2 separate regions of the Mus musculus genome follow, and region 1 is linked to region 2. Evidence: chromatin contacts called from public HiChIP or PLAC-seq data. All regions are on one chromosome and are shown on one strand. Each heading gives the region's core, a stretch centred on a gene start, on an enhancer-like site or on the middle of the called end of the contact. The rest is flanking DNA. Distances are from core to core; before and after follow the strand shown. Region 1 overlaps R3hdm2 (R3H domain containing 2). Region 2 overlaps Dctn2 (dynactin 2).

Region 1 (7,134 bases), core at 1,762-4,261, 150 kb after region 2:
TCTTTCTCTCCCTTCCCTTTTCTCCCTCTAAACCCTAATCGTTTTTAAGATAATTTTTATTATGTATATGAGTGTTTTGCCTGCATGTACAACTCTCTACCTCATGCATCCCTGGTTCTGGAGGAGCTTAGGTGAGGTAACTGCAGTTGGAGTTACTGATGGCGGTGGGCTGGGAATGGAGCCCTAGCTGTGTAAGAGCAGCCAGTGCATTTAACCACTGAGCTTTTTTATACATAACATTTACCAGGTCTTATTTATGGACCACCTGTCTAGGGATGGTGCTCCCCATGGGGGGCTAGGCCCTCCCACATCAGGGCAGTTTTTCACTGGCCAATCTGATTTTATGTTATTTTGTGTCTTGTGTGTGTGTGTGTATGAGCACATCTATGCCATTGCATGTGTGAGGTGGTCAGGACAAGCTGTAGAAATCTGCTCTTTCCTTCCTTCTACTATGTTGTCCCAAGGTGCCCTTTTCCAATGAGCTATTTTGCCAGTCTTCTTTTCTTTTCTTTTTTTAATTTATCTTTGTGCACATGTGTGTGTGTGTGTGGTATATGTATGTGTACATGTTCAGACCCACATAATATGCCTGTGGAGCAAAAGGTCCAGATTGTCATATCCTCCTCTGTAGGGATCCATGGTTTGTTTGTTTGAGACTGGTTGTCCATTCCATTTTGTTTTTCTGTTGCTGCGATAAATAACTCTGACCTAAAAGCAGCTTGGAGAGGAAAAGGTTGCTCTCTTCTTACAGTTTACAGTCCATCATCGAGGAAAGTCAGGCTGAAACTCAAGGCAGGGATCTTAGAAGAGACCCATGAGGAAGCGCTGATGACGGCTCATCCGCAAGCTGACTCTTGGGCTCATGCTTAGCTGTCATTTGTATGTAGCCCAGGATCACCTGCCTCGGGATGGTGCTCCCCATGGTGGGCTGGGTCCTCCCACAGCAGTCAGCAATCAGGACAGTTTTTCACTGGCTCATCTGATCTGGGCAGTTCCCCAGTTGAAACTCCTTCAGCTCTGGGCTGTTGTCAAGCTAACTGGAACAGTCTCTCGCTTACTGATTGGGCAGACTGGCTGGTCTGTGAACCCCAGGGTCCTTCTGTCTTCTCCCTGTCTTCTACTTCCCAGTGCAAGGATCATAGGCCCAGCTTTTTTGCATGGGTGCTAGGGATCCAAACTCACATCCTCATGCTTTCCTGACTCAAGCATCTCCTTATGCCTCGGTTCCCAGGTATTTTAAAGACTGAGTTAGCGTTAGCCATCATTCATGATATTTAGAAATCAAATAGGGTAATGCTACCTGCGTTTCCACGTTACTGGGAACTTATTTGTTTCTATGTGAAGCACATATGGAAGTCAGGACAACTTTTGAGGAGTTGGAGTTGGTTCTTTTCTTTCACCTTGTTTGAGGCAGGGTATCTTATTTCTGCTGAACTGTATCAAGCGAGGCTAGCTGGCCCACAAGCTTCTTGAGACCTCTCCTTCTCTGCCTCCCATTTACCTAGAGTATTAGGATTACAGATGTGAGCACACATGTGGTCATCAGGCTTGCACGTCAAAAGCTTTTATCTGCTGAGTCATCTGGTCAGTCATCCTCCCTTTTGGGGGTGGTATGAGGATCATACCTAGAGCTTTCTGCATGTTATGTGAGCTACATCTCAGCCTTCACGTGCAAGCTTTGAGGAAACAGATTTTCAAGCCATGTAAAGAATGCGTTTCTAAAGTAAATTATAAGTATAGAGTGAGCATTTCAGACATGCGTCTTAAGCATCATTGCCAGGTTCTGAGGCACACACCTTTAATCCCAGCATTCCAGAAGTAATCTCAAAGGCCAGTCTATGAACATGCACTCTGAAAGATTATCTTTTCTCCTTTTTGACCATCATTTATCTTTTGGTTGGTTTGGGTTTGTTATTTCTGGTTTTGTAGAGAAACTCACTACATAAGCCTCAGATTTACTGTGTAGCCACCCCAACCTTAAATTCTAAGTCCTCCGACTCCAGCCACCTAAGGGCTAAGGCCAGGTGTCTGTTAGTAGGGAATGCCTAATTAACTTATCAGAGTGGACCAGGCCTCCATGTTCTCCCAGCATTCCGCTGTCCTACTGTTAAAGAGCATGGTTGGCACACCCTGTCCTCTACTCTGAACTCTCCAGTCCAGGGGCTGGGCTGCCCTTCCTTTGACCTTTGGCCTCCTGGCTGCTGTACCTGATCCCTCCCTCTCTCTTCCCTTCCTCTCCTCCTCTCCCCATATGGTTCAGGGTAGTGACCACTCTGAACTCTCTTAGATGTTTGTCCCTCTGGTTAGGTCTCCCTTATATTGATAATAAACTTTCTCCTCCACCATACTTAGGAGCAGCAGCCCTCCCATCCCCTCCTCTCCCTCTCCCTCTCCCTCTCCCCCCTCTCCCCCCTCTCCCCCCTCTCCCTCTCCTCTCCCTCTCCCTCTCCCTCTCCCTCTCCCTCTCCCTCTCCCTCTCCCTCTCCCTCTCCCTCTCCCTCTCCCTCTCCCTCTCCCTCTCCCTCTCCCTCTCCCTCTCCCTCTCCCTCTCCCTCTCCCTCTCCCTCTCCCTCTCCCTCTCCCTCTCCTCTATCTCTTTTTCATCCAGTGTGCACAACCATGCCTGTTTGGGCTTTTGTTGTAGTTTGATTGCTTTATTTTCAGACTCTGACTCGTGGCCTCCTCCTGCCTTAGCCTCCAGAGTGCTGGAGTTCTAGGCATGGGCTCCCTACCATTGTTCTGATTTACATGTTCTGCCTTAGCTCTCCATGTTGTGGGGGTCTTTGACTGTGATAGAGCTATCTCCTTGCTCAGGTGGGCTTAATTCTAGAGAAAATATGGCCATAGAAATGCAGCAGCCACTGAATCACTCTGAGTGGCCCCAGGATCTTGTCTTAAAAACAGTGAAGAATAATGAGCCAGGACAGCAGAGGAGCCAGAGCTTTACTGAGGTGGAGAGGAAGTCTGGCCTCCTGCCTGGGCCCTTTTTATGCCCAATACTTGGTCCTGATTGGCTTATGTAAACAAAGGGTTGTGCTGAGAGCCTTCAGCTTTGCTGAATTGGATGGCTGTGGAGGACTGAGATAGCTCAGGAAGAGCCTGCCATCCACAGAAGAAGTTACTAGGAGGGGGAAGAACCAGGAAGTGAGGAGTTGCTGATCAGCTTAAAGGCCCGTGGTCTTGTTATGTTAATATGTCACAGCCATTTAAAATCTACAGCTCCTGCCTAGCGTGTTGGCACACATTTAAATTCCAGCCCTGAGGCTGAAGCAGAAGGACCTGTATGAGTTCATGCAGGCCTACATAAGTGAGACCCTGTCTCAGACCACAGCACCATTCACAGCTTCTTAGGGAAATCCATGGAGTATGAACTTTATTCTACAGACTCTGCTCTCAAGGCCCAATCTAATATTTATATGCAGAAGGACTTCTGAGCTAAACTTAGAACTTTGGAGCTAAATTTGGCAAGATGTGCAGTTTGGGGCCAGCTGCTGCACCCACTGCAGTGCTGTCTGGGGAACTGGTGCTGCTGGTTGGCAGGTATTTCTCCTGAGGTCAGCCTAGAGCTTCTGCCTACACAGTACTCATCAAGAAGACAGACAACCTGCCAGTTTGTAACGCTTCTTCTTATCCTTATCTGTCTGAAAGAACCTACCTTACTCCTGTCTCTGTCATTTGGACATTTGCCTCTGGTGTCCACCTCTGGAAAGCCATTCCTTCCTTACTCTTCCGGTTGGGTGCTGTGCTCATGGTACTCCTCTTCCTCTGGATATCTGTGAGTGTACTCACTCATAGATATGGCATCCTGTGTATGGTGAGTCCTTAAAATACTGCCACATTTCTTAATACTGCCACATTTCTTAAAATAAACTGATTTGCAGGCTGGGTGGTAGTGCCTAGCATTGACGTGAAGGCTTTGTGTTCACTAAGTATGTACTGTGCCATTGAGGTGCCTTGACCTTCCCTCCCCAAATCCAGAATTTTAAATGGGCCAAATATCGAGCAAAAAATACTAAGCAATCCAACATCCTGTTACCCTTTATCTTCTTTTAGTTTTATGCTGTAACATATTTTAGAAGGAGAGCCTAGCCTTTAATGGCTGAGCCATCTCACCAGCCCACTATTATAACTTAGAGTCTTATTCTTTTGTATCTTTTGAAGTTTTTCTTTTTTTGTATTGCTTACTAACCTATCATAGTGCATTGACAAGAGCCAGCAATGTGTGTAACACTCATAACAAACTCTCTCTGCTTGGAGATTTTAATCTTCCCTGTACCTTCTCTAGTATATATGGAGAAAGAAGAGTTAATTTTTTTAAAAAGGGAAATGAACTGCAGAAAAGCAGGAAGTGGGCAAGTTCATAACTCAGTGGGCAAAAGAGATGCTCACCATTCTGACAGCCTAAGTCCAGTCCTTAGGACCTACATAGTTGAAGGAGACAGTTCTGCCAAGTGCGTGTTCACTTGCACACACACACAAAGATATAGACTAGATGTAGAAGAAAACTTGATTTATAAAAGAGAGAGAGCATGTAGTATTGCCCATGTGTGTTCTGAAAGTTTGAGACCCACTGTAAGGCCTGAGAGATGGGCTTGACCCGGAACAGGTGAAAACATTAGTTCACTAAAGAAGCTGTGTCAAAGTAACTTTTATTCTCCTGATGTAATTGTTGTCTCCAAGGCTTACTGCCTCAGTCTGCTGAGCTAGGCCTGGTCCTGCAAGCTTCTAGCCTCTGTACAATCTTATCTAGGCCTAGAGTGTTTTCATCCTTGGAGACTTAAGGCTGAATAAGCTCACCCTTTCTAGCTCTTTCTGAACTCTGACTGGCGAGTTCAACCCAGTTCTGGCTCAGACTCCTCTTCGAGGCGACAGACTCAATCTGGTTTTTGTTGGTTTCTCCTGAAGTGCTCTGCTTGGCCTCATACTAACTTTGGCAGTCTGTTCTAATCTTCTGGCTCCTTCTCATTCTCTGGCTCCTGTCTTCACCTGTGTTGGGCTTGTTCTCTCTCTGCAACCTGTCTCTGTACAACTGTCCCAGTAAAACTGCCTCCTTCCTTTCCTCCTTCTCTGTCTGCACTGCTCTCTTAAGTAGTCTCTCTTTCCTCTCTCTCCTCATGAGAGTTGGGCAGATCCTATTCTGTGAGATCGATCATTCTTTACCTTGTCTGCCACTCAATTAAACATCACTTTCAAACATGGGTAATTTCCTTCTACAAAACAACTTTTTACCTTTATTGTTTGTCATTAAAGGTGTAAGGCCTGGAGAGATGGCTAAGTGGTTACAAGCACTGGCTGCTCTTCCAAAGGACCAGAGTTCAGTTCCCAGCACCCATATGGCAACTCACAACTGTCTGTAACTCCAGTTTCAGGGGACCTGACATCCTCACATAAAATTAAACTAGAAAGAAAGAAAGAAAAGGAGAGAGAGCATATGCATGAACGAGCGAGAGGGAGGGATGGAGGAAGGAAGGAAGAAAGAAAGAAGTATACTAAGGGCAGGTCTGTGTTCCAACCAAAGGGATTAAAGGTAAGAGCTGAGCCACACCACAACTAGAAACATGTTTTTTGGTTTTTGTTTCCAGTATGTAACACATTCTTGGGGTTCACAGTGTGATCAAATATCCTCAACAACTATGCATCCTTTTTTTTTTCTTAAATGAGTGAAGGAAAACCATTCTATCTCTAAATTTCTTGAATACATTTATCCTAAGCAGTCAGTGAGAATTGCTAATAAAGATTCAAAGGTGTTCATCAAAGAATATTTTACTGTAAAATTGATAGCTGCCTGAATTCACAATATTGAGGAATGGTTAAATAAATTATGGTCCATGTTTTGTGTTGTTTTTTAAGATTTATTTATTTATGTATGTGAGTACACTGTTGCTCTTTTCAGACACGCCAGAAGAGGGCATTAGATCCTATTACATTACAGATGGTTGTGAGCCATCAGGACCTCTGGAAAGGCAGTCAGTGCTCTTATCCAAGGAGTCATCTCTCCAGCCCCCAGTTAACCTTTAGTTAAAGGTAATTTAAACCACTGTGGTGTTTTACATCTATAATTTTAGCACTGAAGAGGCTGAAACAGGAAGATTGCTAGTTCAAGACCAATTTCATCTGCATAGTAGGGCCATAGCTAGCCTTGAATACATAAGATCCTGTCTTTGAAAAATTACAAGCAGCAGATGTAGTGCCTCATGGCAGTAATTTCATGCCAAAAACATGCTTGATGTACCATATAATTACATAAAAAATACAGGATATGAAATCATCCAATATGGATGTCAATTATATATAAATATGGGAATAAAAGCCAGATTATACCTCACTATGTTGCTATTAATAATGGCAATAATAGCTGAATTACAGATTATGGTTGATTTTCACTGCATTTTCTGTACTTGTGTTGATGAAACCGTAGCTAGGTGTGATGCTTCTTGTCTGTGATGCTAGGTCTGGGGAGGCTAAAGCAGGAGAGTTGCAAGTTGAGATCAGCTTGAACTTTATAGTGAGACCCTGCCTCAGGAACCCAAAGGGGCAGTGGCAGTGGTGGTGGTGGTGGTGGTGGTGGTGGTGGTGGTGGTGGTGGTGGTGGCAGTGGTACACACCTTTAATCCCAGAACTTGGGAGGCAGAGGCAAGTGGATCTCTGAGTCTGAGACCAGTCGGGTCTGTAGAGTGAGTTCAGAACAGCCAGGACAACATAGAGAAACTCTGTCTTGGGGGAAAATACACCCAAACCAAATAAACCCAAAGGAGGAAGGAGAATCTTGCTTTCCTTTTTAAAAAATGGTTTTATTATACTTCTTAATTCAATGGATATGTGTGCCGATGGGTGTGTACAGATGAGACAGCCAGCTTGTTGTCAGCTAGTCCTCTCCTCTCATGCAGGGCCATAGATCCAGTCATCGCTAATGAAGTGACTCAGTGCTGTCTGGCCAGCCCTTCCTCCTGATTTTAAGTCAACATCTCTGCATATACATTTTTAGTGTTAAATTGAGGCAAAGGTAATAGTCTGTGTAAATCGAGAGTGCTGGAAATAATAAGTAATAGCTATGTCTTTTTTCTTTTCTCTTCTTCTTTCTTTCTTTCTTTTTTTTTTTTTTTTTTGAGACAGGCTTTGATTTACCCTAGGCTC
Region 2 (6,742 bases), core at 2,551-5,050:
AGTTTTTCTGTTTCTGTATTCCTCGTTTAGAAATGATGGGCTATCAGCATTATGCTGGTCCGTCCTGGACAGTTTTATTCTACAGCTCTCTCCATGTTCCTTGTCACCATGGTTCGGAAGTCCCCCTGGCTGAAGTATTGCATAGAGCCTGAACAGCCTCAGCAGAGTGGCCTCCGTCCCTGTCTGATTTAGAGCCTTAGGTCTAGTTCTCTGAGGCAAGGCCACTTGGCCAAACAACCATGAATGAGAGGAGTGGGAGCCAGGGTCCAGGTGAGCTGGACCCAAGATCAGAGCACTTTGACTTTTCTAATTTTCTGTTGTATATCAAATTTCTACGATAACTGTTTCTAGTACATATTTTAGGAATTATGCCGTGAACCTCATCCTCTCCCAACCCCCATGCAGATAAGCTTGGTATATACAGCACACACCACTGCTCATGCCTGTTGTGGGTTTTTGCTGGATTGCTTTGTTTTTTGCCTCTTCCCTCTTGGTTTGAACTTCACTTACAGTCCATGGTCTCCCCCTTCTTGATTTTTTTCCCAGGCTGCTTTTAGCTTGGTGAGAGCAAGTTAGAAACAAGTACAGTACCTCTGTTTCTCTTGTGGGTGAGAGCAAGTTAGAAACAAGTACAGTACCTCTGTTTCTCTTGTGGCTCTGCATGTGTGTTCCAGTGGGTGCTTATGCCCACTTGTGTACAGGGACATCGTAGGACCATGGAGTCACTGAACGTGGGCAAAAGAGGCCAAAATAAAAGGAGCTGCAACTGGGCTGGGTGACCTGTTAGGGAGGAAGTGCATGTTTGTCCCTCACATGGGTTTTCTCACATACGATGTCAACCAGCCCTCCACCTTTCCACCCATCCATCAACAGAGCTAGAGAGGCAGGGCACACAGTTGGAGCCCACCAGGCTGGCTTGGAAGTAAGATCTAGACATTAGCCACGTGAACTGCTAAGGGAGAGCCTCCCTTGAGAACTGTGGGCGCTCAGTCAGTGTCAGGTCCCCAGAATCTCCACCTTCTTTGTGTCACATCCTGCCATTTCTATAGCTTCCCCTCACCTGAGCCTTCTCTTCTGCACTTCCCGTTCTGCCCCAGCTTGCAGCAGCTAACTCCTCGTGTCCAGCACTCACTCTCCGATGGCTGCTGCTCAATGGCAAAGCTCCACACATCCTCAGCACCAGAGAGGAAAGGGTCTCCAGGTCTCCTTCTCGTGGGGCACATTCTGACCTCAGCTAGAAATCTTGGCCCCCAAATTTTGATAGGTTCCCCTGGGGCTCTGTGGTGCAGTGTTTGAAGACTCATGTAGTGCATGTGACAATTTGCTAATAACAATTTTGTCTTTTTTTTCCCTCCCTCATCCCTCTCCCCCACGCCCTTTCCTTTTTAACTCTTGATTTTCTCACCTCTGGGGAAACCACAAGGAGCTGGTAAGAAGTCCAACCTTGCGTCTGCTTTGTAACGGGGTGTGCTGTGGTGGGCAGGGGTTCTATCCTTTCATCTCTACTAAACCTTTGGCCTCCTAGTCAGTCCCACACTCAGCACCCATTCCTGTCTCACAAGACACTGTAGTGGCATGGCAGGTCTGAGATGCTGAAGGCCAGCATGTGTGGCCCTCCTGGCCCAGGCCTTGCTTTCTACAGCAACTGCTGAGACCCACTGAGCCTCTCCTCGGTGCTGGCCCTTGTTGTTCCCAGCTCTCCCTACTTAAGGAAGCCATCAGACGCAGGCTGTCCCTCTGTCCCTCACAGAGCACTTTCTCTTCAGGTTGTGCCCCGTGCCTTTTCCTTTCCTTTTCTTTTTTCATTTGTGTGTTGGTGGTAGCAGAGGTCTAGCGCAGGGGCTGAAGCCTGCAAGGTCAGTCCTCCAGCACCAAGTGACAGCACCAGCCTCTCATCCGCTTCTTTTCTTCTTTTAAGATGGGATCTCACTCTATAGACTAGCTCGACCTGGAACTCAAAGTGACCCAGCCTGCTTGGTGCTGGGATTAAAAGTGTCTTCTGCTGCTGTCTGGCCATCTTTTTAAGAAGTTAGTTTTTTTGGTTTTGTTTTTGAGTAGAGTCTTGGGATCCTAGCTGACCTGGAACTCAGAGTGAAGACCAGGCTGGCTGCAGACTTGCAGCTATCCTTCTGCTTCAGCCTCCCAAACGCTGGGATTACAGTGTGAGCGTCTTCCTGGGTGCTGGGATTACACACCTGTGCCACCATGCTTGTCTGAAAAGGGGCCTCTGCCTTGTTGGCTTTTATGGAGAGAAACCATGTTTCCGGGAGCCAGCAGCACAGCTATGCTTGCCTGTCTTGAGCTGCTATCCTTAGGCAGTTTAGAGACCAGAAACCACAGGGCTACTTGGCAAGTGGGGACTTCTGAGGGGAAGGGGTGAGGGGGACTCCGATGTCTCTTCTCTCCACTGGGCCCTTGTCTTGTCCCTCTGCCTAACAGCTGCCTGAAGGGAGGGAAGCTGCTGCTTTGTCCTCGCCTTCTCTCTTGTCCTCAGCCCGAGGCTGCCGCCCATGCCCGCCACGTTCCCCCTGTGACTCTGGAGAGGGGAGGATGGACCCTCCTTGCAGCCAGTGCTCTCTCTCCTGTCCTGGTTCTCCTCCCTGCTCCCCACACACCCACACACAGGCAGAGAGAGCACCTAAGCTCACACCTAAGAGATGGGCCCAGGCCTGTTCTTTTTCTTCTCCAGGAAGGAAGGGATGGAGGGAGGACGGAAGGCAGGGAGGGAGGGAGGAAGGAAGGCAGGGAGGGAGGGAGGAAGGAAGGCAGGCAGGCAGGCTTTTCTAAGAGACTCTAATGTGCAACAACCCGATTGAGCTTCATTTCCTAGATTCAGGGAGATGTCAACCCCTAACAAAACAGCACTCCTAGGCACCTCCCTTCCTTCAGCACTGTAGTGACCTTCCCTGGTTGGAAGATGTAGTTGTTGATGTGTAAGGAGTGTCACCCTCAGGTCTAGGGTACAGTGTTCCCTCTCTGCATGTGCCTGACTTGATTGTTTGGGTGCAACAGAGTGGTCTAGTAGCAGGGGCACATGCCACGCTTCTCAGTGCTGGGGGCTATGTCCAGCCCTTGCCTAAGGTGCTCCTGGGATACTTGTAAGGTGTCCCTTTAATAGTAACCCGCTGAGCTGTCGCTGCTCCTCCATATCCCGAGCTGTCTGGCCCCACAGTAGCCCAGAAACCAGGCTTCTAAGCACACACTCTGCCAATAGTCCTCTTCTATCTATGAGTTGGTATCTTACCTTGTACAGATTAAACCTGCCATTTTACATTGAGAATATTGCCCTTGCCTCCTCCTCCCCGTCCAGCATGGGCGAAGAGTCAGCTCTATGGACTTGTTTAGCCAGGGAAGAAGATTTACTTTTGGGAGGGGGAGGTTAGGAGAGGTCAAGTTTGTTTCTTGCCCTGAGTGCATGGTGTATGCCAGATAACTGGGAGAGGCTGAGGGAGGGAGGCTTATGTACAGAGTGGGTGGGGGAGGCTACACTGCCTCTGTCCCTAGCTAAATCAGGGTGTTAATACTTATACTACCAAGGCTCCAGCTTTACCAGGAGGCTTCTCTTTCCCAGGCTGAGCCTGGGTGGGAGGCTTGGAATGGAGCCCCCCTTCTTTCTCCTTGGAAAAATAGAGTGCAGTGGCTTAGTAGTTTGGGGGCTTTGTGGGATAGAAGAAATGCTAAGGTCCCTGTCCCCTCAGGAGGAACTGAGCAGCACAAGCGTGGAACACATCATTGTCAACCCCAACGCTGCCTACGACAAGTTCAAGGACAAGAGAGTGGGAACAAAGGGGCTTGGTGAGCCTGGGCTGGAGGCTTGGGGAGGGGATGCGGGCGTGGTCCTAGAGAGCGAACAAGCTGCCTGAGCCCTGCGGATCCGATCCCTTGTGGAGCCTTCTGGGACCAGCCCTCACAGTCACCTTGGTCTGGGGCTGAACTGGGCCTAGACCAGCTCATTCAGTAGTCTTCTTCTCTTGACAGATTTCTCAGATCGCATTGGAAAGACCAAGAGGACAGGATATGAGTCTGGAGACTATGAAATGGTTTGTTGTGTGATGACCGTGGGGTGAGCCTAGAGCAGGCCTGCAGGGGAGTGAGCAGTGTTAAGTTTGGGGCTTTGTTTCTTTATTTTAAATTTCTCTCTCTCTTATTTTTTTGTCTTTGTTTTTTGCCTTGGGGATTATTATTATTTTGTTGTGTTTTTGTTGTTGTTTCAAGACAGGGTTTCTCTGTGTAGCCCTGGCTGTCCTGGAACTTGCTCTGTAGACCAAGCTGGCCTTAAACTCAGAGAATCATCTGCCTCTGCCTTCCAAGTGCTGGGATTAAAGTCTTGTACCACCATACCTGGCTTTGGTTTTTGTTTTGTTTCTTTAAGATTTATTTATTTTTATATTGTGCAAATGAGTATTTACCTGCATGAATGTACCATGTGTGTGCCTGATGTTTGGAGAGACCAGAAGAGAGCATTGGATTCTGTAGAAATAAGGTTACAGATGGTTGTAATTCACCTTATGGCTGCTGGGACTGAAGGTCTCTGAGGGCAGCCAGTGCCCTTAGCTGCTGAGCCTGAGGGATGTAGTCTTAGTCTGAGTTTGTCTGAGTGTCATCCACGCAAAATACATTTGAGAGTGTTGTGCTCCCTGCTACAGTTCTGGAGTCTCCAGATCTCTGTTGTCTCCCTCTCTTCTGTAAGAGGGTAGTGAGGATCCAGGTGGTAGAGGGATACCTTATGACTTAGGTCCAAGGTTTGGATTAACTCCGAGGGCTCCCTCTAATGGGACAGGTAACATCAACTTCCTCCTTGTCTCTAGCTTGGAGAGGGTCTGGGAGTGAAGGAGACACCGCAGCAGAAGTACCAACGACTACTGCATGAAGTCCAAGAGCTGACAACTGAGGTGGAGAAGATCAAGGTAACGTCCATACCCTGGCTTCTGAGTGCCTGGGCTGTGAGGTTTCCAGAGCTGGGGAATACAAATCTATATTTAACACTGTTAAATTCAGTGCTGTTCTAAAATCTATCCTGGGCACGTGGCAGTGGTGACTGGAAAGATTAAGAGCACTGGCTGCCCCTTTGGAGGATCCAGGTTCTATTATCATCACCCATTTAGGGCCTCCCAACCATCTGTAACTCTAGTCCCATGGGATCTGATACCCCCTTCAGGCCCCTATGGCCACTGCATGCATGTGATATACACACTGCATGCATGTGGCACACACATTGCATGCATGTGGTACACACACTTCATGCATGTGGTATACACACTGCATACATGCAGATACATAAAGTAAATAAAACAGCCTGGCCATGGCTTTCTCCGAGGTTGCTTTTTTTTTTCTCACTTCCATCCTGTCTTACGGACTCCTCCATCAGACGACAGTGAAGGAGTCAGCCACCGAGGAGAAGCTCACCCCTGTGGTGCTGGCTAAGCAGCTGGCTGCCCTGAAGCAGCAGCTGGTGGCTTCCCACCTGGAGAAGCTTCTGGGACCAGATGCTGCAATCAACCTTGCCGACCCAGACGGAGCCCTAGCTAAGTGAGTGCCCTCAGCCGCGGCAGAGCCACTGCTGAGTGGGACTGTGCAGGACAGGAGGGAGATGGTTAGCCATTCTCTAATGAGAATTATGAGGCAGAAGATTCAAATAGCCCTCATCTTTTGGGTCTGGATATTATCACTTGTTCTTGTGCCCCAGGCGCTTACTGCTGCAGCTGGAAGCAACTAAGAGCAGCAAAGGCAGTTCAGGGGGTAAGGCTACAGCTGGGGCCCCCCCAGACAGCAGCCTGGTCACCTATGAACTCCACTCACGGCCTGAGCAGGACAAGTTCTCTCAAGCTGCCAAAGTAAGTATGAGTGTAGCATAGGTTGGGAGCTAGGGAAAAGTCAGGTAGTGTAGGCTGGGAGCCAGGGAGGGAGGTGCGAGTGGCCTTTGCAGGGCCAGGCCTAGGAGGGAAAGCTTTTGAGTCCTGGGAGAGCTTCGGACTCCTCCTGAAGTCTTACTCGCTGTATTTCCTTGCATTTCTGGTTTTTGAGGTAGGGTCTCAACACTAGCTTTAAACTCAAGGATGTGGCTTAGGCTGGCTCTGAACTCCAGATCCTCCTGCCTCTGTACCTCCCAAGCTGTCCATCTACTTTAAACTTAAGTTTAAGATTGTAGCTAGGGATGTGGTCCAAGAAGGGAGCCCTTGCAGGGGTTGGAGGGTGACAAAGAATCGCCTCCTCCTCTTGCCCCTCCTCCTCCCCCATAGGTTGCAGAACTCGAGAAGCGTCTGACAGAGCTGGAGGCCACTGTCCGATGTGACCAGGATGCTCAGGTCAGGTGCTCTCCTGTACTAAGTCTACAGTACTCAGAGCCCTGAGTAATGATCCCGTAGTTCACAGTGTTCCCACAATCTGGAAGCTAGGGGGTTACAGCTAGAACCAGGAGTCATCCTATGGCTGTATGAAGACTCCTGACTTCTTCCCTCCATTTCCCACCAGAATCCCCTTTCTGCAGGTCTACAGGGAGCCTGCCTTATGGTGAGTCTGGAAGGAGCTGGCATGTGGATTACAGGGGTCAATGGGAATGTCTTAATTATGATAATGAGTGGGTTTATAGCCCTAGATTAATTCCAGTGAAATGTTGCAGACCTTTTTTATAATTTGATTCTTCTCCTGGTGACACTTGTCCAAACCCTTCCTTGACTAGGAAACGGTAGAACTGTTGCAAGCCAAAGTGAGTGCCCTGGACCTTGCAGTTCTGGACCAAGTA

What was found. HiChIP or PLAC-seq counts read pairs in DNA pulled down with a chosen protein or histone mark.
Region 1: a contact with region 2 is called in an H3K27ac HiChIP or PLAC-seq map of embryonic stem cells, with 5 read pairs. The contact joins two enhancer-like sites. A contact is called at or near these places in 1 of 39 promoter capture datasets (macrophages), 1 of 484 Hi-C or Micro-C datasets (cortical neurons), 1 of 115 datasets of contacts at active chromatin or transcription factors (embryonic stem cells) and 3 of 9 other capture datasets (adipose tissue, liver and pancreatic islet).

The regions. Positions count from the first base shown.
Region 1 is chr10:127,423,825-127,430,958 of GRCm38.p6, forward strand. All of the region lies in intron 2 of R3hdm2 (R3H domain containing 2), which reads left to right. Among named protein-coding and RNA genes, the nearest start is that of Gm23819, 23 kb to the left of the region's middle. Within about 2 kb of position 3,012, at least 84 of the 459 cell types and tissues checked have an H3K27ac peak or open chromatin away from gene starts, as enhancers often do. A contact at or near this core is called in adipose tissue and embryonic stem cells, where this site is marked.
Region 2 is chr10:127,271,016-127,277,757 of GRCm38.p6, forward strand. Dctn2 (dynactin 2) reads left to right here. Exons shown (of 14, transcript NM_027151.2): 3 at 3,699-3,795; 4 at 3,979-4,040; 5 at 4,809-4,907; 6 at 5,369-5,529; 7 at 5,687-5,834; 8 at 6,240-6,305; 9 at 6,472-6,510; 10 at 6,680-6,742. Among named protein-coding and RNA genes, the nearest start is that of Dctn2, 8.1 kb to the left of the region's middle. Within about 2 kb of position 3,801, at least 19 of the 459 cell types and tissues checked have an H3K27ac peak or open chromatin away from gene starts, as enhancers often do. A contact at or near this core is called in adipose tissue and embryonic stem cells, where this site is marked.